2 separate regions of the Rattus norvegicus genome follow, and region 1 is linked to region 2. A link is a contact called in public Hi-C data. All regions are on one chromosome and are shown on one strand. The core of a region is the stretch at or near the end of the contact, and the rest is flanking DNA. Distances in the headings are between cores, read along the strand shown. Region 1 has its middle 11 kb from the start of Cyb5r3. Region 2 has its middle 21 kb from the start of Nfam1.

Region 1 (7,742 bases), core at 2,326-4,825, 140 kb before region 2:
TCAAGCTTGCATTGTGTTGAACTGATCTGAAATTTCTTTGAGGCTTTCTGATAAATGACTTGATAGGGAAGCAAACCGGTCTCTTCATTAGAGTTACTGTTACTGTGATAGAACACCATGACCACAAGCAAACTGGGAAGGAAGGGTTTATTTGGCTCACTCTTCCTCATCACCGTTTATCACAGAAGGAAGTCAGGACAGAAACTCAAGAAGGTCAGGAACCTGGAGGCAGGAGCTGATGCAGACACCATGGAGGGGTGCTGCTTACTGGCTTGCTCCCCATGGCTTGCTCAGCCTGCTTTCTTTCTTTTTTTTTTTTTAATATTTTTTTTTCCAGAACTGGGGACTGAACCCAGGACCTTGCGCTTGCTAGGCAAGCGCTCTACCACTGAGCTAAATCCCCAACCCCATCAGCCTGCTTTCTTATAGAACCTAGGACCACCTGCCCAGGGATGACATCACCCACAATGTGGTACGTCGCCCCTCCCCCCATCGATCACTAATTAAGAAAATATCCTACAGGTTTGCTACAGACTCCATTTTGAAACACACACACACACACACACACACACACACACACACACACACTACATCTTTTTAAAAAGTTCAAAGAAGAGATCCTATTTCAAGACAATAAAACATATCCAAACAATGCCTATTTCCTATTCTTAGGTGTGGCTGTACCCACTAGCTTCTTCCACAGCACACCAAACTGGAGCCTATGGAGTCATGAACTCACCATAATCATTCCCATTTTACAGGTGGGGAAACTGAGTCACAGAGAGTCCAAGTGCTAGGTCAGTTGCTCCAGGTCACACAGTTAGCAAAAGGTACTTTTCCAAGTTAGTCCCCTCTTGTCGTGTCTGGCCAGCCACCTGCTGTGTGTCCATCTTAGACATTACTGGGCTGTGAGGACTATAACAGGCACTCAGTAAAATGGGAGAAATGGTGACGGGGAGGCTGGAAAGATGGCTCTGAGGTTAAGAGCGCTGGCTGCTCTTCCCAAAGGATTTGGGTTTGATTTCCAGCACCTAGGTGTTGCTACAAACCGTTTTGTACAACTCCAGTTTCGGGAATCCACCAGCCTCTTCTGGTCTCTGGTGTGCATCAGGCAGGCCCATGATGCCCAGACGTGTATTCGGGCAAAGCGTTTGTACATGTTAAATCAAATTAAGCTTTTTAAAAAAGATTTATTTATTTATTTTATGTGAGTACACTGTAGCTGTCTTCAGACACACCAGAAGAGGGCATCGGATCTCATTACAGATGGTTGTGAGCCACCATGTGGTTGCTGGGAACTGAACTCAGGACCTCTGGAAGAGCAGTCAGTGCTCTTCCCCCCCCCACCCCCGGGGCTGGGGACCGAACCCAGGGCCTTGCGCTTGCTAGACAAGCGCTCTACCACTGAGCTAAATCCCCAACCCCAGCAGTCAGTGCTCTTAACCGCTGAGCCATCCCTCCAGCCCCAAGTTTAAAAAAAAAAAAAGAGTGAGAGAAAAGAAGGCAAGAAAAAGTGGGAAGTGCAATCAATACTGATTAAGAAATGGGGTGTGTTGGGGGCTGGAGAGATGGCTCAGCAGTTAAGAGCACTGACTGCTCATCCAGAGGTCCTAAGTTCAATTCCCAGCAAACACATGGTGGCTCATGACCATCTGTAATGGGATCCAGTGTCCTTTATTAGTGTGTTTGAAGACAGCTACAGTGCACTCATATACATAAAATAAATAAATGTTAAAAAAGAAAGAAATAGGGTGTCACCCTAGTACCTGGCCTCTCCTTGACTCGGTTTCCCTGCCTGAAAAACTGGGAATGATTATGGTGGATTTGTGACTCCATAGGCTGTGCTGTAGAAGAAGCTAGTGTGTATAGCCACACGTAAGAACATTAAATAGGTACGGTGTGGCACACACCTTTAATCCCAGCTCTCAGGAGGCAGAGGCAGGTGGATCTATGAATTTGAGGCCAGCCTAATCTACAGAGTGAGTTCCAGGACACAGAAAGCCTGTCTTGAAAACCAAGAAGAGGAAGAGGAAGATGAGGAGGGGGGAGGAGGGGCAGAGGGAGGGAATGAATAAATACATAAATAAATAAATGGGGGTGTCAGCTGGTGATTGCTGTGAGGCTGTGTAAATTGAGCAGGCTCCTCCCTCGAGGGATCTCTCTGTCTCTCTCTCTCTCTCTCTCTCTCTCTCTCTCTCTCTCTCTCTCTCTCTCTCTGTCCCTCTCACCTAAGGCAGAGAAGCCTAGGATGTAGGCTTTCCCACCACCTCCTAGAGTTGGTATGAGGACTGCAAGAGGTTTCATTTGTGTGCTGAGCATGGATTTTACACGAAGAAACAAACAGCCCCTGTTTTCTAAGTAGCAGCCTCCAGTATCAGGCTGATCTCAACTTGGTGCAGTTAGTTCTGTCTCAGGAGTTTCTACGTGAGGGGCACATGGCTGTGGTTCACTCATCCTCTACAGTTTCTGCTGGGGCTCACTTCAAGTATCTATATGCAAATTAGAGAGGAGTGCTTTAAGTTAAGCAATTCCCAGCCATCCTCCTTTCTCTGGGTCCTAGTTTACCTGGAAAGCCCCTCTCAGGTAAGGCGTTCCCTTACCTGTTGCTGAGCCCTGTACAGTCACGAAACCCAGGACTGTTCATTCCTAGTGTCTTCTCTAGCTGCCCAAAAGCATCCTAAGTGTGAAGAGGGGTCTCTCAGACCTACAAGCCTTCCCTGGGTGAAAATGATGCTGAGCTCTCAGAGCCCTTCCCAGGGTGCGCAAGGGAGTCTGCTCCCAGCTAGGCTGTTCAGCATTTTGCCAATGTAAGCAAGGGAAAGGGCAGGAGAGAAACAGGGCAAGCACAAACCCCAGACTGAAGATCAGCATCTGAGATTGTGACCTGAGCCAAAGCCGCCACTGCCGGCTGCACTTCCGGGTCTCTTTCTATTCGCAGAAAATCAAAACTTTGTTTACTCCTCTCCCTCTCTCCTCCTCCCCTCACCCTCCTCTGTCTCTCTTTCTGTCTCTCAGGCTTCTAAGCTTCTGCCCATCTCTCCATGGCTCAAAGTCACACAGCCTGCTAAAGGAGAACCCAGAACCCAGTAGTAGTGATTTCCTTTCTAGCCTTTCTCCCTCCTCGGTGGCCCTGGCTATACAGGTCCTTCTGCAGACATTCCAGGCCCACAGGCCCCACTACCTTGGTCCCAGGGAGTTTCTGGATCTCCCTCTTAACCCCACCCCCACTAATGAAGAACGATCACCTGACCTAAACGGAGCCAGTTAAGGATGCCAACTTCTAGGCACCATTGATATGGCCCAAGATGGACACGTGACAAAACAGACCAATCAGAGTTTTTCCTGCAGATCTCCCCCCCCCCCCCTTATTCGCTTCCCTGACCCAAATTATGGCAGGACCCAGGTGGGAAGATGCCCATGTTGGTGGAAGAGCTGGGGCTCCCTACTCAGAGAGGGAGAGGAGAAAGAGGGACCCTGGCCCCCTCCCAAGGATTCTCCTTCCAGTTGATGAGCCATCCCACGACCTTCCTACGCAGCTAGTTTGAATTAGGGTTCTGTCTACCAGAGCCACACCCTGTTAAGAATGTGGCTAGGAGCTCAGCGTGGCTGAGCATGCCTTTAGTCCCAGCACTTGAGAAGCAGAGGCAGGAGATCGCTGAGTTCCAGGACAGCCTGCTCTATAGGAAGATCCTGTCTCAAAAGGCGGGGAGGGCGAGGGAGGGAAAGACAAAGAGAGACAGAGACTCAGAAGCTGGGGTTTTAGGGTCATTTGTCTCGGCAGCTGTAACAAAGTGGCAAAGAATAGCGGAGAAAGGCGACTATTTCAATGAGGTCAGCGAGAAGAGGGACTACTGACAAAGAGGTCCAGTTGCTATAGTAACTCCAGAACCTCCTGTTTCCCTGGTAGCGCTAGAAATGTTGACATCGGCTTTGCCGTCCCTTGACATTTAAATTACCTTATAGTATAAGGCTTTTTATGGCGTTCATACAAGGGTAGAGTGATCTGGACTTTGTTCTAAGTCCCATTTCTATCCCTGGTGGAGACCAGGCATTCTAAGCAACCTAAGAGGGGCTCCCAGCTCCTCCCAGAGCTAATGATTCGCCGCCAGGAGATAATACACTCCTCGCCCCACCACTGCTTGGCCCCGCCCAGAAGTCCCTTCTCTTAGGCCGCCGCTTCTAGCCACTGGCCGAATTTCCGCCTTATTTCTTTTCCACTTTTTGAGTTGCTCAGAAAAGTGGAATCGTTCCTTTTTTTTTTTTCCTCTTATATACTTCTCTTTCTTCTGGATACTGGCCGGAGAGTGTTTTCCAAGGTGCTTTGGGCTCTTCCGAGCTCTCTCTGAAGCCCCCTTCTCCTGTTGCTATGTGGCTGCCTTTCAATCTCCATCAAAGTCAGTGCAGTGTTCTCCATTTTCCTTCTGGTCCCTGCTGAGACTTACTGCTTGCCTGCCTTGTTTTCCTCTTAATCTCTAATAAAATTGTCCTTGAGCTTCCTTTGGAGTCTGTTGGTAAATTCTTTTAACAATGAGACTAAGAACCCCCAAAAAAGGACCTTGGTTTTTTTCCAGCAATACAGTGACACCTCCCACCCCCACCGCATATTCACCATCTCCTGGTCCTGATGTGAGATTTAGCCAGAACAAGCAGGTAGAGGTGTGGCCCTGCCCATCAGTCTTTCCTGGGAGGTGGTCTGACAAACATCAGAACTGTGGAATCTCTTTCTGGGAGACAAGCTCCTCCTCGGGCTGGTACCAGGCTTCATCCTTTCCCTCCCCTGCCAGGAGATTTCTGGGGGGAAATTTCAATTCCTTGAGGACCGTTCTCTCAACCGCCTGGTGGTGGGAGGGGAACACCAGTGTCTCTTTTAGAATAGCTTCCTCCTGCTAGGCCAGTTGCAGGGGCTCAATTCTGCCAACCTGGCTTCCTGTCTCCTCTAGCTCCCCTCCAGTTGCGTGGCAAAACTTGGTGCCATCTCCTTCAGTTTCCCCAGTTGTAATCCACAGCCTATCGCTGTGAGTTACAACATCCATCACATATGGGAAGCCCTGAACAGATGCTTTAACGGAAACACCGAGTCCAATGTAATGTCTTCTGAGCTTTTTTTTTTTTTTTTTTTTTTTTTTGACTTTTCAAGACAGGGTTTCTTTTTTTTTTTTAAAAGATTTATTTATTTATTATATATAAGTACACTGTAGCTGTCTTCAGATACACCAGAAGAGGGCATCAGATCTCTTTACAGATGGTTGTGAGCCACCATGTGGTTGCTGGAAATTGAACTCATGACCTCTGGAAGAGCAGTCGGGCGCTCTTAACCGCTGAGCCATCTCTCCAGCCCCAAGACAGGGTTTCTTTATGTAGCCCTGGCTGTTCTGGAACTCGTTCTGTAGACCAGGCTGGTCTCGAAACTTACAGATCTGCCTGCATATGCCTCCCAGGTGCTGGGATTAAAGGCATGTGCCACCTTGCCAAATCTTTGGTGACCTTTGGTATCTCCCTAAGAGTGAGAGTGCTTGCTGGGAGCATAAGACCTTTGCAAATATAAAAATTCAAAGTGACAAAAACAGGTTATTATGATGATGATGATCTATTTTATGTATGTGAGTACACTGTCGCTGTCCTCAGGCACACCAGAAAAGGGTATGGGATCCCATTACAGATGGTTAGGAGCCACCATGTGGTTGCTGGAACTTGAACTCAGGACCTCTGGAAGAACAATCAGTGCTCTTAACCGCTGAGACGTCTCTCCAGCCTCCTTTTTTTTTTTTTTTTTTTTTTTTGGTTCTTTTTTTTGGAGCTGGGGACCAAACCCAGGGCCTTGCGCTTCCTAGGTAAGCGCTCTACCACTGAGCTAAATCCCCAACCCCTCCAGCCTCCTTTTTTAAGAATAAGATTTCTTTTTATTTTATGTACATTGGTGTTCTGTCTGCATGTATGTCTGTGTGAGAGTGTCAGATCTTGGAGTTACAGACAATCGTGAGTTGCCATGTCAGTGCTGGGAGTCGAACCCCAGCAACCCGTGCTCTTAACCGCTGAGCCAACTCACCAGCTCCAAAGGTTCTCTTCTTATGGCCAGGACCACTCTTCCCCAGTTATCTGCTAGAGTTGTTCCCACACCTCCCTCCAGCCTCTGTTCCAGTGCTCACCTTAGAAAGTCCTCCTCTGGGGTTGGGGATTTGGCTCAGTGGCAGAGCGCTTGCCTAGGAAGCGCAAGGCCCTGGGTTCGGTCCCAGCTCCGAAAAAAAGAACCAAAAAAAAAAAAAAAAAAGAAAAGAAAAGAAAGAAAGTCCTCCTCTTGGGCTGGAGAGACGGCTCAGGCTCAGCGGTTAAGAGCGACAACTGCTCTTCCAGAGGTCCTGAGTTCAATTCGCAGCAACCACATGGTGGCTCACAACTATCTGTAAAGATATCCAATGCTCTCTTCTGGTGTGTCTGAAGACAGCTACAGTGTACTCATATATAATAAATAAATAAATCTTTTTTTTCCTTTTCTTTTTTTCGGAGCTGGGGACCGAACCCGGGGCCTTGAGCTTGCTAGGCAAGCGCTCTACCACTGAGCTAAATCCCCAACACCCCGCTGTGTCAGACCTTAAATAAAGACCCTACCGCCATTGCATCTTAGTTGTCTCCTTGGTGGTCTTTTGGGGTTAACAAATGATCTCTGGGGCTGGAGACTTGGCTCAGTGGTTAAGAGCACTGACTGCTCTTCCAGAGGTCCTGAGTTCAAATCCCAGCAACCACATGGTGGTTCACAACCATCTGTAATGGGATCTGATGCCCTCTTCTGGTGTGTCTGAAGACAGCTACAGTGCACTCATATATAATAGGTAAATAAATCTTTACAAACAAAAACTCCAAATGATTCCTGGCATAAAAGTTCTCCCCAATCTCTGCCAAGCATACTACTTTGTATGTCCATGTCCCATGTGTTTTCAGTGCCCTCACAGGTGTCTGAGTTAAAGATGGCTGTGAGCCACCATGTGGTTACTGGGATTTGAACTCAGGACCTCTGGAAGAGCAGCCAGTGCTCCTAACCACTGAGCCATCTCTCCAGCCCCTCAAACTTGCTATTTGGAACTGATAGATATTCTTGCCTCCACCTCCCAAGTACATGCACCATCTAAAGATAATCCCTCAGTTTAAGGCTGAAGAAATTGAGGCTGGGAGAGAGGAGTGATTTACGCAAGGTCAAGATTTTGGTCATGGTCCACAGCTAAGATGTGGACATTTCTGGCATTATGGGTGGAGTGACACCACTTCAACCACCTTGGCCACCCTGACATTCCAGGAAGACATTAAAGAAGGAAGGCAAGCATCTCATTCCAGAGAAAGGAGGTGGTGTGGGAGCCAGTCTCCTAAGGAAGTAGATCACAGGTGAGGACTCTAGCTTCACTCTTGTCTGCCCGTGTGGCCTTGGGCAAAATTCTGTATCGACCCACAGCCTTGGCTCTGTGAGATGAGACAGGAAGCTCTGGGTAAGGGGTTTAGTTGCTCTGGGGGGGGGGGGTTCTTCTTGCTCCCAAAGTAATAACGATCCTCCTGGCTGGGAGCTATTCAGTAGACTTCAACAACATCCTGAGAGGATTACCACACCATGCATGGGCGCCAATGCCTGTTTCAACAGGACCAGCCCTGCTTGCTTAGAGATTGCTCAAGGATGGATCTGGATTGTGGGACTTCAAGAGAGGCTTCAGGGGTGGCTTTGGTGAGATCAGAGATAAACTCATCACCCCAGCTCCCCC
Region 2 (7,542 bases), core at 1,879-4,378:
TTATTTATTTATTTGTTTGTTTCTATCTTATCCGGCTAATTTTTTCCTTTACCTGGTACTTCTGTGGCATTGTGTGGTGAGGTGGAGAGTTCACATGAGTGTAGTCAGAGATTTTTGTCTACATCCCGTTTACTATGAAGGTTGGTTTGGGGTTTTCTTTCCTGATTACAATGAGAGAGAGAGAGAGAGAGAGAGAGAGAGAGAGAGAGAGAGAGAGAGAGAGAGAGAGAGAGAGAGAGAGGTTTGGAGAGTGGTTTAGTGGATAAAGCACTGGCTGCTCTTCCAGTTTGGTTCCTAGCACCTGCATGGCAGCTCACAGCATCGGAACTGCAGTTCCAGGACATCTCACACCCCTTCTGGCCTCCTTGGGCACCTAACGCATGTGTTGAGCAGACAGATATAGAGGTCGGGGTTGGGGATTTAGCTCAGTGGTAGAGCGCTTGCCTAGCATGCGCAAGGCCCTGAGTTCGGTCCCCAGCTCCGAAAAACAAACAAACAAACAAACAAACAAAAAAACCAGACATAGAGGCAAAACACCCACACACATAAAATAAGCATAGACTGGTGTGAGCATCGTGCTGACACCAGATGCCTGTGTCCCCAAGGATGCTGCAGGGTTCACACAGCTCCCAACCCTTTCCCTAACTAAGGGCCTTGAACTTGAATGGATCTCCTGCCTGCACTACACAGAGACAAACCTGCTCCAGACCCCGGGCTCCCCGCCCCCAACCCCATTACACTGTCAGTCTGATTGGTGCCCTGCAGAGCTTCCGAGGTCAGAGAGCTACCTTGGCAGAGCCAGAGGTACCAAAGTGGGTTTTGCTGTGTTAAACTGAAGGTCAGTGCGCTGGGCTGTTCCCATTTTGTAGAAACTTCAGAATCCTGCCATCTTTTTAATGATTCATTTATTTATTTCTATGAGTACACTGCCGCTGTCTTAAGACACGCCAGAAAGAGGCATCGGATCCCATTACAGATGGTTGTGAGCCACCATGTGGTTGCTGGGAATTGAACTCAGGACCTCTGGAAGAGCAGTCAGTGCTCTTAACCACTGAGCCATCTCTCCAGCCCAGAATCCTTCATTTTTCTGCATTGTAGCCTCTGTCAATTTTTCTATCTTTCTTTTTTGCTCTCTCTCTCTCTCTCTCTCTCTCTCTCTCTCTCTCTCTCTCGTTGCAAAGAGGCAACATAATCTATCACACTGATTTGTATGGCTGTTACTAAAAAAGCCAGCCAGCAAAAATAGCTTGAACGGACCTAGCCCAGTTTTGGTTTTTTTTTTTTTTTTTTGGCAAGGAAGAATATAAGAGATAAGTAAATGTCCCCCCTGTTGCCACACAAATCTTTGGTCCTGCTCACACTCCCTGCTGTGCTATGGCTCCTGTCCTTGGCTCACTCCCCTCCAAACCATCGCTTGGCTCTGCTGTCAAACTGACAAGAGACAGCACCATTTCATTGGGAGCCCTGTCGTTAACAAAGCCGAGTTCAGAAAACTTCCCTATAGAATGTTCTGGAGTTAGCTGTGGGTACACAGCTTTGTAAAAGTGCTAAAAACATTGAGTTGTATACTTTAAGTAGACACGTTTTACAGTCTGTCAGTTAAATCTTCATAAGGTTATCCTCCCACCCCCATTTCCTTTCCTTTATGAGAAGGGGAGTCTCACTATGTAGGCCAGATTGGCCTCAGACTTGTCATTCAGGCTTAGTCTCCCAAACAATAGGATTACAGGTATTGCCACCCCTGGTTTGTTTACTTAATTTTAAAGATTTATTTATTTATTATATATGAGTACACTGTGGCTGTCCTCAGACACACCAGAAGAGGGCATTGGATCTCACTGCAGATGGTTGTGAGCTACCATGCGGTTACGGGGATTTGAACTCAGGACCTCTGTAAGAGCAGTGCTCTTAACCACTGAGCCATCTCTCCAGCCCATTGTTCGCTTAATTTTTAAAAATTATGTGTATGGGTATTTTGCCTGCGTGCATGTTTATACGCCACATGCATACAGTACTAACAGAGGCCAGAAGAGGGCGTCAGAGCCCCTGGAATGGGAGTTACAGGTGGTTGGAAGCCATGTGGGTGCCGAGAATCAAATGGTCCTCTGCGAAAGCACTCCGAATTTTCAACCGCCAAGCCCCACCAGTTTACTTTTTAAGAATAGGAGAATTGGGGTTGGGGATTTGGCTCAGTGGTAGAGCGCTTGCCTAGCAACCGCAAGGCCCTGGGTTCGGTCCCCAGCTCCGGAAAAAAAAAAAAAAGAATAGGAGAATTATAGGAACGGGGCAACAACCCTACTCTGACGTGTCCAGTATGCTGCCCTGTTTTGCCGCATCTATGACTTGCACCACCTTTCCTAACTGGGACATCCGGACTACAGCCTCCTCCCAGCCAGTTCCTGGGTGTTTTCGAGTCTGAGTTTCTAACTTTGTCCTTACTGGCAAGTTTCTCTGACTACCTATTTCTGCCGCTGCTCCAGTCACAACGTACTGACCCATCAGTTTGTCAGGTTGTCTCTGACTAGTCTTTGTCATCTCTGAAGCATCAGGAGCTGGCTTAGTACCTGGCCCCTCCGCATTTGACTTTACCCATCCCCCCTATTGATCCTTGGGCCCTCTATAGCCAATGAGAACATATATAGTACACAGTAGGCTCCTGGAGACTTCAAAAGTGTGGTTATAGCTCCCCCACCCCTTCCTTCCACTCTCCTGTAGCTTCTTCTTAACCTCTGAATTAACAATTAGTAATTTAGCAAGAACCACTGTCCTTGTCTTTCTAGAATGCTTCTTCTACCTTGGGGGGGCACGGGGGGTACGGTGATGAATAGACAAGGGGACTACATGTTCTCACTGAATGAGAGAGGAAAAGGCCAATTAACATTCAGCTAAGAGAGAAAATGATTTCTCCTATCAGCAATAAAAACTGACAGCTCTATCAGAAAATGAGCCGGGGGAGCCACAACGCCTGGCAAGGCAGGGCGTCTGCAGCCCCAGCAGGAGTGATGAAGATGGCTGAGGGCAGGAACCGCTGCTGGGAGTCAGGGAACCACCAAAGGAAGCGCCTGGGGAGCCCAGCGGCTGCCACTCGGCTCCCGCTTCTGATCCCGCCCCAGGCGAGAGGAGCGATGCTGCGCAGGCTTTATCCTTGTGACTCGGAGCTGCCACTCTCCCGCCGGCCTCTCCCCACGCACTCGTTTCCCCCTAACCTTATCATAAAAGGAGGCCACGTGGTGTCTATTTATGGCAGCGCGGTGGTCCGGGGAGAGGAGGCTCGCCGTGTGCCAATTCTGAGAGCTGATGGAATTGCTCCGGCCCTTCGGAGCTTGCCATGCGGTGAATGAATAAACGATGTGGGGGCAGGGCCGCGGCTCCCACTGCACCTCCAGCTGACATCCGAGTTCCTTCCTCAGAGCCTCCGGGGTGATTTGTGTTATCAATCAGAGCTGCTGAACAGATCCGGCCTCCTAGAGCCCTAGAGCAAGAGCCCTGAGATGAGAGGAGGGGCAGCGGAGAGGGCGTGGGGGGAGCACCCTCATTTGGCTTGAAAGAGAAGACTGGTCCCTTTACAAAACTACATTTCTACTTGATATGTAAGTAGAATGGCTTTAAAAAGGAAAGAGGATACCAGCGAGAGAGGGAAGCGGCAGTGGTCTAGGGACTGGCGAAATGGCTCAATGGACACAGGGTCTTGCTGCCCATGCCGACCCAGAGGACCTAAATTTGAGCCCTCCCTCATGAGGAGGAGAGAATTGATTCCTGAAAGTTTTTTGTCCTTCACAGACTCTCATTCTCTCTCCCTTCTCCTTCTCCATCATCCTTCTCCCCCTCCCTTCCCCTATCCCCCTCCTTTCTCCTGTTCCCCTCCCCCTTCCCTCCCGCCACAAAAAAAAAAAAAAAAAAAAGTAGTGCGGAGTATACTGCTTGCTTTCATTTTCAGCACAGCAGGAGCAGTTTGGGGCTGCTTTGTACACACTTCTGCCCATACGACAATGAAACAGAGTCAGGGGCAGAAATGCCCACGTGCCCACGCATCCTCGCGCCCATCCTGGGCCGGAAAAAGCACAGCCCCAGTCGGAGTTCTTCTGAGAGGTCTTTAGCATCCAGTTCAGGCTCAGCAGCACAGATGTCAGCCATGGCTTTGGTTTTCTGGTTAGCTCGGGCGTGTGTGTTTATTGAGACAAATGCTCCTGTAGTCTAGGGTGACCTTGAACTCACTGTGGGGCTGAGGATGATCTGGATGGAGCCGCTCAGCTTCTGCCAGGTCCCAGTTCTGGCCCATACGCTTTTGAACTTGAATTTTGATCCAGTCTCACACTGGGAATGGTTCTCCTTCTTTTGGGTCTTAGTAGAGTAGACACAGAAAGAGGCAAAGTCAGGGCCTTTAATACTCAAGAACTGATTCCACATGAAACCCACAGTAAGTTCAGATCTGCGTGTGGAACCGCTATGTCCTTGATTTAGGCAGACATATTAGGAGACATCGGGTGGAGTCAGTAGGACGGGTCAGTGGGTAAAGGCACTTACCACCAAGCCTGACAAATTACACACTCATTCCCACGTGCAGACATACATTGCTGCATATAATTAAAGTAACACAATTTTTTTTTAGAGTTCAAATTTATCTTTGGGTCTATAGTGAATGGGAGCCAGTTTGGGCCACATGAGACTGTCTCAAAAAAAAAAAAAGAAAAGAAAAAGAAAAAGACAGATAGACAGCACAGACACATACAGACAGACATACACAGAGAGAAACAGAGACAGAGAGGCAGAGAGACAGAGACAGAGAAACCATATGAATTTATGCTTGTTTTCCAGATTAAATTTAGGATGGCAGGGTTTATGCAGATGCTGTCTGATTTTATATTCATGCCAAGACCTCCTCGGCTTTGGGGTTGCCCCGGCTGGGACAATGGGGAACTAAAAAGACTGATATACACGCTCACAGAAAAGCAAGAACCATGTGGGCTGTGCACTCTGGTGGACCACCAGCAGCTGGGAAACCCAGCTGGTTTATTAAGCACAGCACCAGGGAGGAGGAGGGGGGTTAGTAAATCTCTGGAGAGGTCTCTGCAGGGAGCCGCAGTCTCTGGGCTCAGTCCTGGAGAGGTGGAAGCCACGATCGATAATTTCTGCACACCTATATACTTAGATCAGCTTTCGATGTTCATCTGGAGTCTGAGGTGACATGGCCGAGTTCATGTCAGGATTTCTGCATCCTGCATATTTGTTCCTTTATCTCTCTCACGCTGAAAATATTGTTTCCTAAATCCTCTAACATAATTTCTTATTTAATGTATCCATATATGTTTGTATGTAATAAATTACACAACATGCATCATATTACATTATATTGTATGTTGAATTTACATCCTGTATTTCAGAATGATGCCAGTTTGATTGCTGGCAATATGGTTACTAAAAGCAATTGAAGGTTCCCCCCTCCCCGCTTTTGAACATGTCTTGGGATTCCAAGGCATGGTCAAATTATTATTACCTCAAAATACTTTCTGTCTGAGAAAAGGAGCCACCAGTTTTCTACACAGTTACACCTGTGTGTGTGTATGCACACTTCATTTTGCTCTTTTAAAAGGGGGGACTGTATTTTTCATTTCAATTTTATTGGGGTTTATAATCTTTCCCTGCAGTGCTAGGATCAGACAGACATGCTAAGTGTGCCCTGCCCATGATCCACAGCCTCGCTGTGGTTTATAATTGAACAAAGCAACCACATAGATCCAAAAGGAATCAATAGGCAAGCATTATTTAGAGAAGGCTAGCTCCGTTCTCCCCACCTCTGTGGGGACGTGTGGGACAGAGACTTGTAGTCCTCGTTTTACGTTGTTCTTTTTCTGCTTCTTTAATATAAAGACATACATTTCTGTTCTCGGCCCTCCCCCACATCTCAGTTAAACGGGAGCATGGGGTGCAGGCATTTCTGGTGCCACTGGTGCCACTCCTCAAGATGAATTCATGAGGCGGCAGGGTGCGGGCAGGCACAGTGGCAAGCACCCAGCAAACAGGTTTAAATCCTGCAACTTTCTGTTGTGAATTGTGACTCCTCCTTATGTACAAGCAGGGATCGTCACGGGTCATTAACTGAGTGCTGGCCGTGAGCCAGGCGTGCTACACGCAGTGTAGGGCGTGCATCTGTTGCTCAGTCTTAGCATTGAGTCACATACATAGAACCCCACCTTCGGTGTGCCAGGAGCGCGGCGCAGCCCCGCAGGTCTCACATCTACAGTCACCTTGAGTAGGGCTGATGTCCTGTCTCATGTCCACAGTGAGCCTGTGTTGCCTGTGGCTCTTGAGTCTTTGTCGTGGTTGTCTTGTAAGCAAGCTCACAATGTAACATCAAAGGAAGGAACCGAGGGTTAGGATATAGCGCAGTTAGTAGACTACCACCTTGCCATGCCTGAGGCTCTGGCTTCCATCCCCAGGACCCTGCTCCCCCAAAAGAGTGTGGCTCTGTGCACCTAGAATCCCAGCGCTCAGGTGTGGGCAGGAAAATCTGAAGCTTAAGGTTATCTTCAGCTACATAGCAAGTTTGAGGCAAGCCTGGGCTACATGAGACTGTTTTAAAAAAAGAAAGTAAGCTACTTAGCAGGAGAGGAAGGGAGAGGCAGGGGCAGAAGAAAGGAGAAGGAAAAGAAGTAGCCCCAGCAAGTTTCCTTTTGCAGCCTCAGAAACTAGCTCTGCCCCCTCATTCTGCCCTGGGCTCGGGAGCGAAGGGAGGCAGTGAATTCAGCTTCCATGGAGGACAGGGACACAGCACGATGTGAGTCCAGGAGCCAGGCACACATCCCTGTATTTAACAGTCACAGCAGCCTCGGGAGGGAGGTCCTTCTACCTATGCTGGATTCCGGCTAAGAGAACACACCGGGAGAGGATGGGTCTCTTACCCAGTGTCCCAGAGCTAATGGACAAGAGAGGTGGGGACCAGCTCGGCAGTGGCTCCAGAGCCCATCCATGGAGTGACGAATGTCAGGTAGCCCAGCAGACCCAGTGGGCAGGCAGCTGGTTTAATTATCTCCGAGTCCCATGGATTATGTGTCAGTGAAGTAAAAGTTAGCTGTCTTGGGTACGCTTGGCTTTCCTTGAAGTCAGAAATTCAAACTGGATTACAGCCAAGAGAATACCCGGAAGAACCAGCTTGGAACAGGGATAGTCACAGTGAGGCCACCAAGGAGGCAGCTTTGGGTTTGTGGTCCTCATGGCCACGTGGTGTTACTGTATTAATGTGAGCATTTTCGTGTGTGTGTGTGTGTGTGTGTGTGTGTGTGTGTGTGTGTGTGTGCGTGTGCAGAGGTGCACACACTTGTGGAAGGCAGAGACCAGTGTCATGTATGCCTCAATGGCCCTCTACCTTTCTATTTTTTATTTTTTGTTTATAAGTGTTTTCATGTATGTGTGTATGCCATAGGTGTGTGCAGTGCCCGTGGGGGCCAGTAGAGGGCGTCAGATCCCAGGAACTGGAGTAACAGACAGTTCTGATCTGCCACATGGGAACTGAGAACCAAATCTGGGTCCTCTGAAAGAGGAGCG

Evidence for each region. Hi-C and Micro-C count contacts between places; a contact is called where the count stands out from the background.
Region 1: a contact with region 2 is called in a Hi-C map of frontal cortex, with 1.5 times the contacts expected there. The contact joins two enhancer-like sites. A contact is called at or near these places in 2 of 12 Hi-C or Micro-C datasets (frontal cortex and mammary epithelial cells).

What each region holds. Positions count from the first base shown.
Region 1 is chr7:116,210,949-116,218,690 of GRCr8, reverse strand. No RefSeq gene overlaps it. Among named protein-coding and RNA genes, the nearest start is that of Cyb5r3, 11 kb to the right of the region's middle. Within about 2 kb of position 3,575, at least 47 of the 93 cell types and tissues checked have an H3K27ac peak or open chromatin away from gene starts, as enhancers often do.
Region 2 is chr7:116,073,292-116,080,833 of GRCr8, reverse strand. No RefSeq gene overlaps it. Among named protein-coding and RNA genes, the nearest start is that of Nfam1, 21 kb to the right of the region's middle. Within about 2 kb of position 3,128, at least 45 of the 93 cell types and tissues checked have an H3K27ac peak or open chromatin away from gene starts, as enhancers often do.